2 separate regions of the Rattus norvegicus genome follow, and region 1 is linked to region 2. Evidence: chromatin contacts called from public Hi-C data. All regions are on one chromosome and are shown on one strand. The core of a region is the stretch at or near the end of the contact, and the rest is flanking DNA. Distances in the headings are between cores, read along the strand shown. Region 1 holds the start of Khdrbs1 (KH RNA binding domain containing, signal transduction associated 1). Region 2 holds the start of Tmem39b (transmembrane protein 39b).

Region 1 (5,697 bases), core at 2,653-5,152, 43 kb after region 2:
ACATGGTGGCTAATCCCCAACAAGACACAAAGGCAGGCACTTTGTGAGTTTAATGAGTTTCAGGACAGCCAGCACTACGTAGAGAGACCTTGCACATGCACACACAGTACATAGCACACCAGAAAATAATAAATACAAAATAAAACTGGGCAGTGTGGTGGTAACAGAAACCATGGTCTGCGTCTCATGCACTTTGTAGGGAATGGACAAGGATGCATAGAAAAGGCTGTGTTGGGCACCGCTCTCAGTATCTGAATCTCAGCTTCTTCATCCTCAGTTCCCTTACTAGCACTCCAGACTTCCCCATCCCCATACCTTTCTTATTCCAACCAAATGGGTTGTCTTTTTAAAATTCCATTTTTGGCAGGCAGTGTATAATGAGGGAGCAAGGAAGAACCTTTTAGCTATTGGAGGGAAAAAGGAGTTAAGTGTGTGAACCAAATGTAGATTGACTGTAAGTCCTGTTGATGTTGCTAATTTTGTTGTTTAGTCAACTATCATGTTTGCCTTTTATCTCCTCATCTGTACTGGTAATAGGATTGTCTTCTCAGCCATCCAGAGGCAGGTAGCTCTAAGTTTGAGGACAGCCTAGTCTACATAGTTAGACCCTAGCTCAAAAACAAACAAAAAACCAAAACAATAAAAAACAACAAAAATAAAAACTGGGGCCTGGAAGATGGCTCAGCAGTTAAGAGCACTGGCTGTTCTTCCAAAGGACCTGGGTTCAATTCCCAGCACCCAGATGGTAGCTCACAGTGGTCTATTAACTCCACACCCAGGGGATCTGAAAACCTCACAGTCAGACATACAGGCAAAATACCCATGCACATAGAAATTAATAAAGAAAAATTTAAAAATATAAATAAGGCAAAAGCAAAAAAGACCCAACTTTAAAAATTAAAGTGTTTTCTCTTAGTAACCACACTGAAGTTAAACCTGTGACTGCAGAGCTAAAAGAAACATTTAAAAACAATATTTAAGGGGCTGGGGATTTAGCTCAGTGGTAGAGCGCTTACCTAGGAAGCGCAAGGCCCTGGGTTCGGTCCCCAGCTCCGAAAAAAAGAACCAAAAAAAAAAAAAAAAAAAAATTTAAAAAAAAAAAAACCCTGTTGAAAAAAGAATGATCACCTGCACTTGAAGTCAGAAAGGCCAAACTATGCCCTGTGTATATAGGAATTTATAAGCAGAAGAAAACGATGGTGACATTTTGTTTGGTGAGTACAGGTCAGAGGTAACTGGCTGATTTTACACACAACCTAGATCTCACACTCACCACTGCACAGATGACACTGCAGAGTTAGTTTCTCAGGACCAAGTAACTAGTTAACAGTCAGTTTCCAAAGTTAACATCTTCGACCTGATATAACTCTTTAGCAATTAACCTGACAGGTTATAAAGATTTGAGGAAATAAAAATAAGACTACCAAGTCAACCTTTCATAGTGATATTCTTCAGTCGGCAGGCACTTATCAAAGTCAATCAAACACAGGTGTTTGCTATTTGCAAGCCGGTATAAAAAAATATAAAAGATAATGGCCTGAAAATGTAGATAAGTTAGTAGAGTACTAAGCCTGATCCTAGGCACTGCACAAACTGAATGTGGTGGGGCACACCTCCCAAACCCTGGAGGAAAAGGACCACAAGTTCCAGGTCACAAAGGGCTATATATAAATGTAGATATATGTAAATACCCAGCCTCAGCTACTTGAGACCTGCCTCATTTAAAAAAAAAAGGGGGGGGGGTTAAAAATCCTTACAGTAACTAAGTTGTCAGAACAAAAGAACAAAAACATAAGAACCTGCGTGTTACAGAATGAAGGTCCTGAGCTGAAATGCAAACAATTGATGTTTCTATTTACTGACCACAAGTTTGGTTTACTGTGCTTCAAAGGTCCTCACTTATTTTTCCATTTGACTGGAAAGAAAAGCAGGTCTTTAAAGTCATTGTCCATCCACGACCTTTTTGCATTGTACAAACGGTAAAGCCCCTTCAACAACGCTGGGAGACAGAGAACAGATGAAGGAAAATGGTATTTTCCTTTTATTTCTTTTCGGATTTGTATTTTGAGTGCCTCTGTAGGACAAAAGAGAACATCAGTCCCCCAGTGCTGAAGTTACAGGTGTCTGAGAGCCACCTGATGTGGGCGCTGGGAACTGAACCCCTGTGGAAGAGCAGAAAGTGCTATTAACCGCTGATCCACCTCTCCATTAGATAATGGTATTTTCACAATGACCTGTCCACAGTACCATTCTGGCCAGAGTCTGTCAATCTCTCAGACGGTCTTTGATGAAATAACTTTATTCCTCGTGGATAGGGTCGAATATATATTTTGGAGTGGGTTGGGGTCTAAAAGCAGACGCTTTCTATTGGCTTGGACTGAGAGGTTAGACTCTCCATGGGGTGTCTTGGTCAAGTGTTACCAAGGTCCAGGACAGTTACCAGGTCAAGAGTGGGTTTCTGAATCCGCTCAACCTCTCCAGTTTTTGTCTGGTAACAAGGTTCCATCTGCCCCACAAAACTCCAACTATTCAATCAGTGAGACAGACTGTGATATCTAAAATTTAGATATCATAAAAAAATACTTACTAAAAACCATGTCTAACTACAAGTGAGGGTCCAATAGGCGGTTTGAATAAGAAAAATGTCTAAGTCGCTCAAGTCAAGAGAAGAGGGCTCACTAGTCTACAAGCAGAGAACAAAGGCTACCATTCTTAAACTATCTCTACTCAAGCAAGAACTAAAACAAAAAGACTAATTTCTCGTTCATCTCCCGCAAAAGAACCTGCCGTCCCTTACCTCCATCATTTCCCCATTTGCATAACTTCAAAAACACATTTTAAAATAAAGGAGAGAAAACCATCCGGGTCTGTAGCAATTCTTATTCGACAGGCCGAAACGGAAAACTTTGCTTGAGAAAACCTCAAGCTCCGGGATTCTCTGGTCGCCCCGACCTCTGATGAACTTAAACCCGAGTTCCCGCTAAATCCCGCAGCACCGCTCCGTAGAGGCGCCGCGCGGGACCGGCATTCCGGCAGTTTTTACCTTTACAACCCAGGTCAAGGCACTCTCCACCACCCGCGACCCCGCCTCCCCAAATTGTTTTCTCTTTGGGAAAGCTGGGAGAAGTAGGTTCATTTCTGGTAAGAGCTGGTCCTTGGCGCGCGGGGCAACTACTACCGGAGGAGAAGGGGGCGGGAGCACGGTACTATCCATCAACCTCTCCGCGCTCGGAGATCGCGAGTCCTCTTCGGGCCTCGACCGCGGTTCCGAAACCTCCCCTTATACCCTGATCCGGGGTGGGACTGAGGGTGCAGAATCTCTAAGGCTAGGTCGAGATGAGCACTCTCGATGCCTGGGCTCCGAGGGGGCGGGAGCAAGAACAAAGCGGCGGCCACCCACCGCCGGTACCGGGAGACCCCAAAGTACGCCAAGACCCGCTTACCTACGGACAGCAGCTGCATGGCGTGAGTGAAGGACGGGTCGAGCGAGTCCTTCTCAGCCATGAGTTCAGGCAGGTACTTATTCTCCGGCTCCATCTTGGCCGCGGCTGTGGCTGACGGGGGCAGTAGCGGGGTCGGCGCGGAACCCACCACAGTCGCGTCGGGACCCGGATTAGAGGGAGGCAGCAGCGGCGGCGGCTGCGTAGCGGGCGAGGCCCGAGCGCCTCCTCTGGGCCCACCTCCGCCTCCCCGGGACCGGTGAGGAAGCGGCGACGGCCGAGACGGGGTCAGACGCACCGAGGGGTGGGCACCTGACGGGTCCTTGGAGCAGCTGCGGCCCGAGGACCGGGTGAGGCGCGCGGCAGGGTCGTCCCGGCGCTGCATCAGGAATGATGTGTGGCGAGCGAGCGAGGAAGCGACGCGACGGCGCTGAGGCCCGAGCGGCGGTTGGCGGGGGTGGAAGAACGGGAGCGACAGCGACCGAAGCCGACCCGAGCGACCCAGCGAGAGAGCACCGGAAATGAGGCGGCGCGCGTGCGCAGGCGCCTACCGGCACCGCCCTTGAGTTTCTCCGCGGAGAACAAAGTCCCCAGTTGGGCCACGACGCCTGCGCCGACTGAAGACGTAGCCTCCCCACTCAGGCTCCGAGTTTATTGCGCCTGCGCAGACGCCGGCCGCCTTCGTTCGTTTCTTTTCCTTTTCCACGTGACCCGGCGCTAGCGGTACACGTGTCTCCCCTCCCCCTCCCTCGGGCGGAGTGCGCGGAGGGGGCGGGCGCCGTGGAATGTCTTTGTCTGCGCTCGGGCCCGCGGAGTGTGCGGCAGGAGACCTGTTATTCGTGGGCCACGCCTCCTTCAACGGCCGAGCCTGGGGAGGTCCCGGGGGAACGGTGCTGCTGTGTGGTTCGGGGGCCGCCTCTCCAGCAAGGAAATGAAAGGAACGCTTCTGGAGAGAGGGGAACGCGAGGATTAGAGCAAAGCGAGGCCGAAAGAGAGGGAAAGACTGCGCGAACGGGATGGGAAGATGGGGATGCTGGGAGAGGCTGACCCCGGGTGGGTGTGAGAAAGGGAAGCCAGGAATGGGAAATAGAAGACTAAATGCTATGTATTGCAGAACTGAAACTCAGAAGGGGTCAGTCAGAGACGCAAACAACGGAAAAAAAGGGCTCCCTCCATTCCCAAGTAGAGCATCCAGGAAGTCAGACACCAAGATTTCTATTAGAGCAGGTTCAAATTTGGTGAGAGAATTATTAAAAGATACATTTGGGGCCAGAACAACTGGCAATACTGTTTGTCACCTGTTTGGTTGGAGTCCCCAGCTCCCCTACCCCCAGTAAATTCCAATTTTCTCTCTCTCTCCCTCCAACCCCGCCCACTTAGAAAGCCTCAGAACAGAAAAAGGCGCCAAAAAACCCAGTCCCGAATTCTTGACTGTCCTAATCCACCTCATCTGAAGTCACCAGCTACCCAAATCTCTCCCTCTCCCTTGATGACCCCAGCCCAGCCTGTGGTAGACACATCATTTTTATTGCCTACACTCTTATTGAAAACTTACCAGCCATAGTCTGCCCCTGATTTATTCCGGTACTCTGAGGCTGGTGGTCTCGCCTGGGAGCCCATTCCCAAATAAACATGCCTTTTTTATTTTTTTAATTCGTCTTGAATTGACTTAGTTCATTGGGGGAAAAACTATCATCAACCTGAGTTCTATCCCCTGGCCCAAAATAGGAGAGAACCAATTCTCCCAAGTTTTGACCTCTACATGCACATAGTGGCCTTCACGTCTACCCCTACTAAGGGAATGAGGTGGTTATCCTTCATAGTGTTCTGAGGAGGGAGAGCCACAGAATTACCTCAAGTTTGAGACAAGTCTGGCCTACATACACAGCTCCAGGCCACCTAGGATATCGAAGGGACACCCTGTCCCCCAAAAGCAAACTAAGAAGCTTCTCAGGTCGCTGGCATACACACAGTCCTAGCACGGGTTAGACTGAAGCATTCTGTTGCCACCTTCCGTTTATTCTGTAAAACAGTGAGTACGGGCCCAGTCTTAGACCATGTTGGCTGTCTAGTTCTCAGAGCTCCTACTACTGGTATGAATGCTAGTCTTTCACTACGGATCCTATTGCCCTCTCTCAAAAAGACAAACGCGTTTTCTTCCCTTAACATTTTCACCGTAGAGTCCTGGCTGTCCCAGGACTCACTCTGAAACCCCAGGGTAGCTTTCAACTCACAGCAATTCAGTCTTAATCTTCAG
Region 2 (5,968 bases), core at 531-3,030:
AAAAACAATCTTTAAGGCTCTCTTGCCCTTTTGCTCTAGCTCTCCTCTCACTCCTTCCCCTGCCTCTCTCCATGTGCTTATAGCCACCTTCTACTTCTCTACTCCTTTTCTCTGCCTTCCTCTGTCTCTACTACACTCTTAGCTCCCCTCCCCATGCTCTGAATAAACTCTATTTTACACTCATAAAAGAATTTTTTTAATTCATTTTGTGCATGAACGTTTTGCATGTGTGCACGTATGTATGCCCAATGCATGCAGAAGCCAGAAGAGGGCTTCAGGTCCCTGGGGCTAGAGCTAGGGATGGGTGTGAGTCACAATGTGGCTGCTAGGCTTTGAAGCTAGGCCCTCTACAGAAATAAAAACACTCAACAGTTGAGCAATCTCTCCAGAACCTCTGAAATTACCTTATACCCTAACACGTTTGCTGGCTCACCCTCTAAAATGGAAGGTCAGTAAATTCACTTTTTTAAGCGACTCTCTATGTAAGCACAGGGTAGCCTCAAACTCACAATTCACCTGCCTCAGTCTCCCAAATGCTAGGATGGATGACAGGTATGTGCTACCAGTGTTATTTTCACTGCTTTCCCCTTATTCCAGTTCACGGGAGCAGTGAGGTAAGATTTTCAGACCCCGAGTTCTGAGCTGCTCTGCTCTGGTATTTGCTGGACTTCATCTGGATTTGAGTCTCCAGAAGCTTGCAATCTGGCCAGGTTTGAGATGAGTTTTTCCTCCAGGGCTCTGAGATCTAACTCAATGACCTACGGCCTGAGCTCAACGTCAGGATGGCCTTGGAAAGAGTCCCGTGGTTGTGAATCCGAAATCTAAGATTTTACAAAACTATATCCTTAAGTTTAGTAGTCTAGTCTACGATCCCAGGCAGGCAGCATCCTGCACATAGCTCCCAAACCCTGAATCGAAGTTATAACTTATTAAACTTCCTCACAGCAAAACAGTAGCCTCCATTCATAAACATTGTGCACAAGCTTTCCTATCTCTGAAGGTTTTCTGACAGCTCTTCAAAATATGCATGTTCAAAGAGCTGACTTCAAGCCCCCAGACCGGAAGCTTTGTTCACGCATTGTTATCTTTGGTTTGGAAACATCCCCCACCCAACACACACCCCCTCAGCCCAGGAACTCTGCCCACACCCACTATCTTTTAGAAGCTCTGCACCCACTTAAAGCCCCTAGCCCAGAAACCCCGCCCACACACAACTGTCAACCCAAAGACCCCGCCCACAAGTCAGGCAAAGCTCACTAAGACTATATAAGCTTGGATCAGAATGGACTCCCTTGGTGGGCTAGGTATCCCTCCGGTCCCACCGCTTTCAGTGCAAACTCCTATAGTCCAGAAGATTGGCTCCCCCACCGGCGACCACAAGCCTAAAACCGCACCCTTAGCTCACAAACCCTTCCACCAGGGTGCCCGGCTCCCATTTCCAGCTAGGAGAATTGTGTGCCCCAAAGAAAGCCCGAGCCCCTCGGGGCCCTTTCCCTTTTGGAAACTCCGCCTACCACGCAGCGACCCGCCCCCTCAGGACCGGAGAGGCGGGGTCCCGTCTGAGCCGCGTCCCTTCCCCTCCCCCTCCCCGCGACTCCGGTCCGCGTGGGGCGGCAGTTAGCAGCCAGGTTCCCCCATCCCGCGACCCCGGAGGAGCCCAGCTAGCTCTGCTCACCCATCTCCTTCCCCCGGCGCTCTCCGCTCGCCGCCGCAGCTCCTGCGGGCAATATGTCGGAGGCGACGGCGGCCGAGAGAGGACTAACCGCCGCAGCCCGACCGGGTATCAGCCGCACGCTCCCTCCGGCTGCTCAATTTGCATGCTAGGCGGGCTAGGAGTCGGGAGCGCGCTTCTTAAAGGGGCCGTTTGGACAAAAGCTGTGCTAGCGCTCTTTGTCTTGGCTTTCCCGACGCCTTTCCTGCAGCTGCTGCTTAAGAGATTCTGAAGGGGGGCGAACCCACCTCTTGTGTTTCTTCACCCTGTTCTGGATGAAGGAGGACACCAGAGCGGCCTTCTGCCTCTAGTGAAATCATGTTCTTGTGCAACACAGTCACCTCATACTCAGCGCGTCCCAAACCGGGCTTTCAGTGCTCTCTGGTTTTATTGTACTTTGGCCCACCCGAGTCAAAATCTAGGAGTCACTAACCTTTTCCTCCAAAACTCTATATCCAATCTTTGACCTAATCTTGATGACCTAAGCTCTATGCATTTCTCATCTTTATTCCGCTGTTCATTTTACTGCTGCGACCTTAGATTAGTGCCTGCGCCTGCCATTTTCAAATTCTGAAATATTCTTGGGTATTAATAATCACCTATTAGGGTTCTTTATTAACATTGTAGAACTTGGTGTGTGGGGAAGGAGGAGGAGGGATGCACATAGTACTGGACATGGGAGGGCAACCTGTAGGAGTACGGATTCTTCTTCCATGTAGGATGTCGGGCTCGTATACAAGAACCTTTACTTGCTGAGCCATCTCAGCAGCCCTTTGAGCTCGGTTTTTGAGTCAGGGCCTCTGGTAGTCCCGGTTGTCCTTGAATTTGCTACGGACTAGAGGATGGCCTTGAATTTCTGACCCTGCTTCAGAGTGTCAGAATTACTCCCATGACAGATTTATGCAAGGATGGAAATAAAACCTAATGCAAGCACAAATTATCTTGTAGGCATGGAAGATTAAATGAGACAATCCTTGTAGTACCTGTTTTAATCAGTGTAAGCCATCATTGTGTTTGGCAAGCACGTAAGAGAGGGAGCAAATAGCTACTGTTACTGTTGGTGTAATTTCCTCCCTTACAAGACTGATAAGTAATTTATGGGGGGAGGAGAGGGGTTAAAATTAGGGCCAAACGCAAGCTAGGCAAGTGTCCTACCACTCAGCTATGTTCCCAGCCTCATAAGCAATCTTTATATCAACTAGACAAAGGTTAGACAAAGGTTTCTCTGGGTATCCCTGACTGTCCTGGAACTCACTTTGTAGACCAGGCTGACCTCGAGTTGAGACCCATCTGCCTCTACCTCCTAAGTGCTAGGATCAAGGCAAGCACCACGACCATGATACCCAGCTCCTCATAAGCAATTTTAGTCCTCTTGTGACTTCATTGATTATCATGTTTGGCACACATTAATCAAATGAATTACAAAATACTAATAAATTTCTACAGAGCCTAAATTATAAGGGCAGACAGACATAATAATTGGTAAATTCTGTAAAATATTAGAAGAGAATGTTGGGGCTGAAGAGACGGCTCAGTGGTTAAGAACACTGGGGTTGGGGATTTAGCTCAGTGGTAGAGCACTTGCCTAGCAAGCACAAGGCCCTGGGTTCGGTCCCCAGCTCTGAAAAAAAAGAAAAAAGAAAAAACAAAAAACAAAAAACAAAAACAAAAAACACTGACTGTTCTTCCAGAGGTCCTGAGTTCAATTCCCAGCAACCACATGGTGGCTCACAACCCTGATGTGTCTGAAGACAGCTAAAGTGTACTCATCACATAAAATAATTTAAAAAAAAATGTTGGATGAGTAGTAAAACAGGGAAGGGTGTCCAGACGCCTTTAAGTAGGATGGGGAAGGCAGGCAGGCTTTACTGAAATGACTTAGAGGAAGTATCTGGGGAGAGTGAAGATTCTAGACGGGACAGTAAGGGCACTCGGCCTGACGTGTTGAAGGAGGGGGATGGAAGTGGGTAGCAGTGCGTTTGCAGATCTGTAGCTCCAGCATCCCAGTGTGTTGATACAATCCAGGCTCACCTATCATGTGGGAAAGACAGTTGCATCCACCTATCTGATTGGTCTGTAGGCAAGCATGTAGGCATTTTCTTGATTAATGATTGATGTGAGAGGGCTCAGCCCACTGTGGGTGATGCCACCTCTCAGCAGGCGGTCCCGGGATGTACAAGAAAACAAGCTGAGGAAGCCATTGGGAAACAAACGAATTGTTGCTTCCTATAGCCTCTGCTTTAGTTCCTGACTGACTCTAGGTTTTGCGGACTTCTCTTCATGATGGACCAGAACTATAAAATGAAAGGAACCTTCTCTTTACCATGCTTCTTTTGGCCCTGGTGTTTATCACAGCTATAAAAACCTAACTAGGATACAGGAGATCCTGTCTCTAGTCTCAGAAGGCACTAGCTTTCTGTGCATATATTCACACACACACACACCCACTCCTTAACTAAGGAGAGGGGCCAGAGAGATGGCTCAATACTTAGCACAACTTAGCTGAATCTAGAGGACCCAAACTCCCAATACCCATATATAGCAGCTGCCAACTGTCTATACAGCCAGTTTCCGGGTCTAATGCTCTCTTCTGGTATCTGTGAGCACCATACACACACCAAAAGCCGGGTCATTCCTAGGAATGTGTGTGTGTTTAACACCTAACCCTATTTTTAGTTACTGCTATATCCTGGCATTTGCTACACCTTAATGAAGAAACAGAAGGATGTATTGAACTATACCAAATTTAGAGGTAGGCAGAGCATAGTATGAAAACTTCCTAGGAGGGGTCAGATCTGATATTAGAGTAGTAGTTCAGGGATTTTGTTCAATGGTCCAGTGTCTGTCATAAGCCCCTGAGATTAATCTCTAGCATGATCTTTTGTTTGCTAAGTGTGCTTGTACCATATGGGGATGAAAACATCTCTTGAATTAGGTAACTGCCTGTTAAGTTTGTAGGGAAATCTATGAATCTGCAATGTAGAATATGCAAACCTCGTACATAGTGAAGTCCCAGAAGTATTTACTGAATCGACTTGGCATACGCACAACTCAGTGTAAGACAGCAAGGGCACCCATGGGTCCAACCCCCTTCTATGACTACTTGCTCTATATCCATTACTTCCAAAAGAAAGCCAATTCTCCCTTGGGAAATTTCTCTTCCTCAGTCCATTTGTGGTTGAATCTTCTTGCAGTTCCAGTGGGCAAATGATTGGCAAGTCAAGATATTCTAACAGTCCTGCTACTCCAGACTAGTGGCTAGTTTGAGCTGAAGGGATAGAGAAATTAGTGATTGAATGCAGGTGAAATATTTTCATAGTATATAGGCTACAATGATCAAGAAAGTAATCTTGAGATCTACTTGTGATGACTGATGAAAGCAAAGGCTTTAAAGAAATGTCACCTGAGCCACCCCAGCTGATTTATTTCTCCCAGACACTTCAGATCTGATCTTTCTAAAAAAGAATTAATCCATGAATATACAGTAGCTGTCTTCAGACACACCAGAAGAGGGCACCAGGTCTCATTACACATGATTGTGAGCCACCATGTGGTTGCTGGGAATTGAATTCAGTACCTTGGAAGAGCACTCAGTGTTCTTCACCACTGAGCCATCTCTCTATTCCCCCAGATCTGATTCTTAATACAAGAGCCTTCCAAGGTGTCCATATTTAATCTCTTGGACAATTTTCATTCCTTGTCTGATTTGCCCTTCCATACATCAGCTCTCATACCTATGCTTTGTCAAACTCTTCACATTTTTATATTCTACAGATAATAAAGCACTAAGTCACTGGGAAACTTTGAGATTGGGTTTAGTCTGTAGTCTTGGCTGGCCTCCAAACTCGGAAATCTACTCTGCCTCTGCTGGGATTAAAAGCTTCTGCCACAATGCCCAGCCTGAATGTTGAGTCAAAATAAGCAAAGGCTTCATATTGTTTTGATAGTTCTGTAGTCTGAAGGGAAAGTAGAAAGCACAAAGGTTCAAGGTAGGCTCTGTTCCAGAAGAGTCTAGTAGGCTTGAGCATAGCTGAGATTAGCTTTGTCAACCTGACACACAACCTGGAATAACTGGGGAAGAATTTCAGTGAGCTATTTTCCAGATCAGGTTGGCCTATACTATCTTAATTATGTCAACAGAGGGAAGACTCATCCATTCATGCCCTGAGGTTTAGGTCCTATACTGAAGAGAAAATGAGTGTAAGCTCCCTTCCTGTCTGCTCTTGACTGTGGATGTGACTAGCAGTTTTAAGTTAC

Evidence for each region. A called contact is a pair of places that touch in the nucleus more often than the background predicts.
Region 1: a Hi-C map of the A7r5 cell line shows a contact between it and region 2, with 1.8 times the contacts expected there. The contact joins the promoter of Khdrbs1 here to the promoter of Tmem39b in region 2. A contact is called at or near these places in 2 of 12 Hi-C or Micro-C datasets (the A7r5 cell line and mammary epithelial cells) and 1 of 1 datasets of contacts at active chromatin or transcription factors (oligodendrocytes).

The regions. Positions count from the first base shown.
Region 1 is chr5:147,369,546-147,375,242 of GRCr8, forward strand. It overlaps Khdrbs1 (KH RNA binding domain containing, signal transduction associated 1), which reads right to left and starts at 3,903. Exons shown (of 9, transcript NM_130405.2): 1 at 3,444-3,903. The coding sequence starts at 3,825.
Region 2 is chr5:147,329,115-147,335,082 of GRCr8, forward strand. Tmem39b (transmembrane protein 39b) reads right to left here and starts at 1,781. Exons shown (of 9, transcript NM_001014192.1): 1 at 1,676-1,781. The coding sequence starts at 1,679.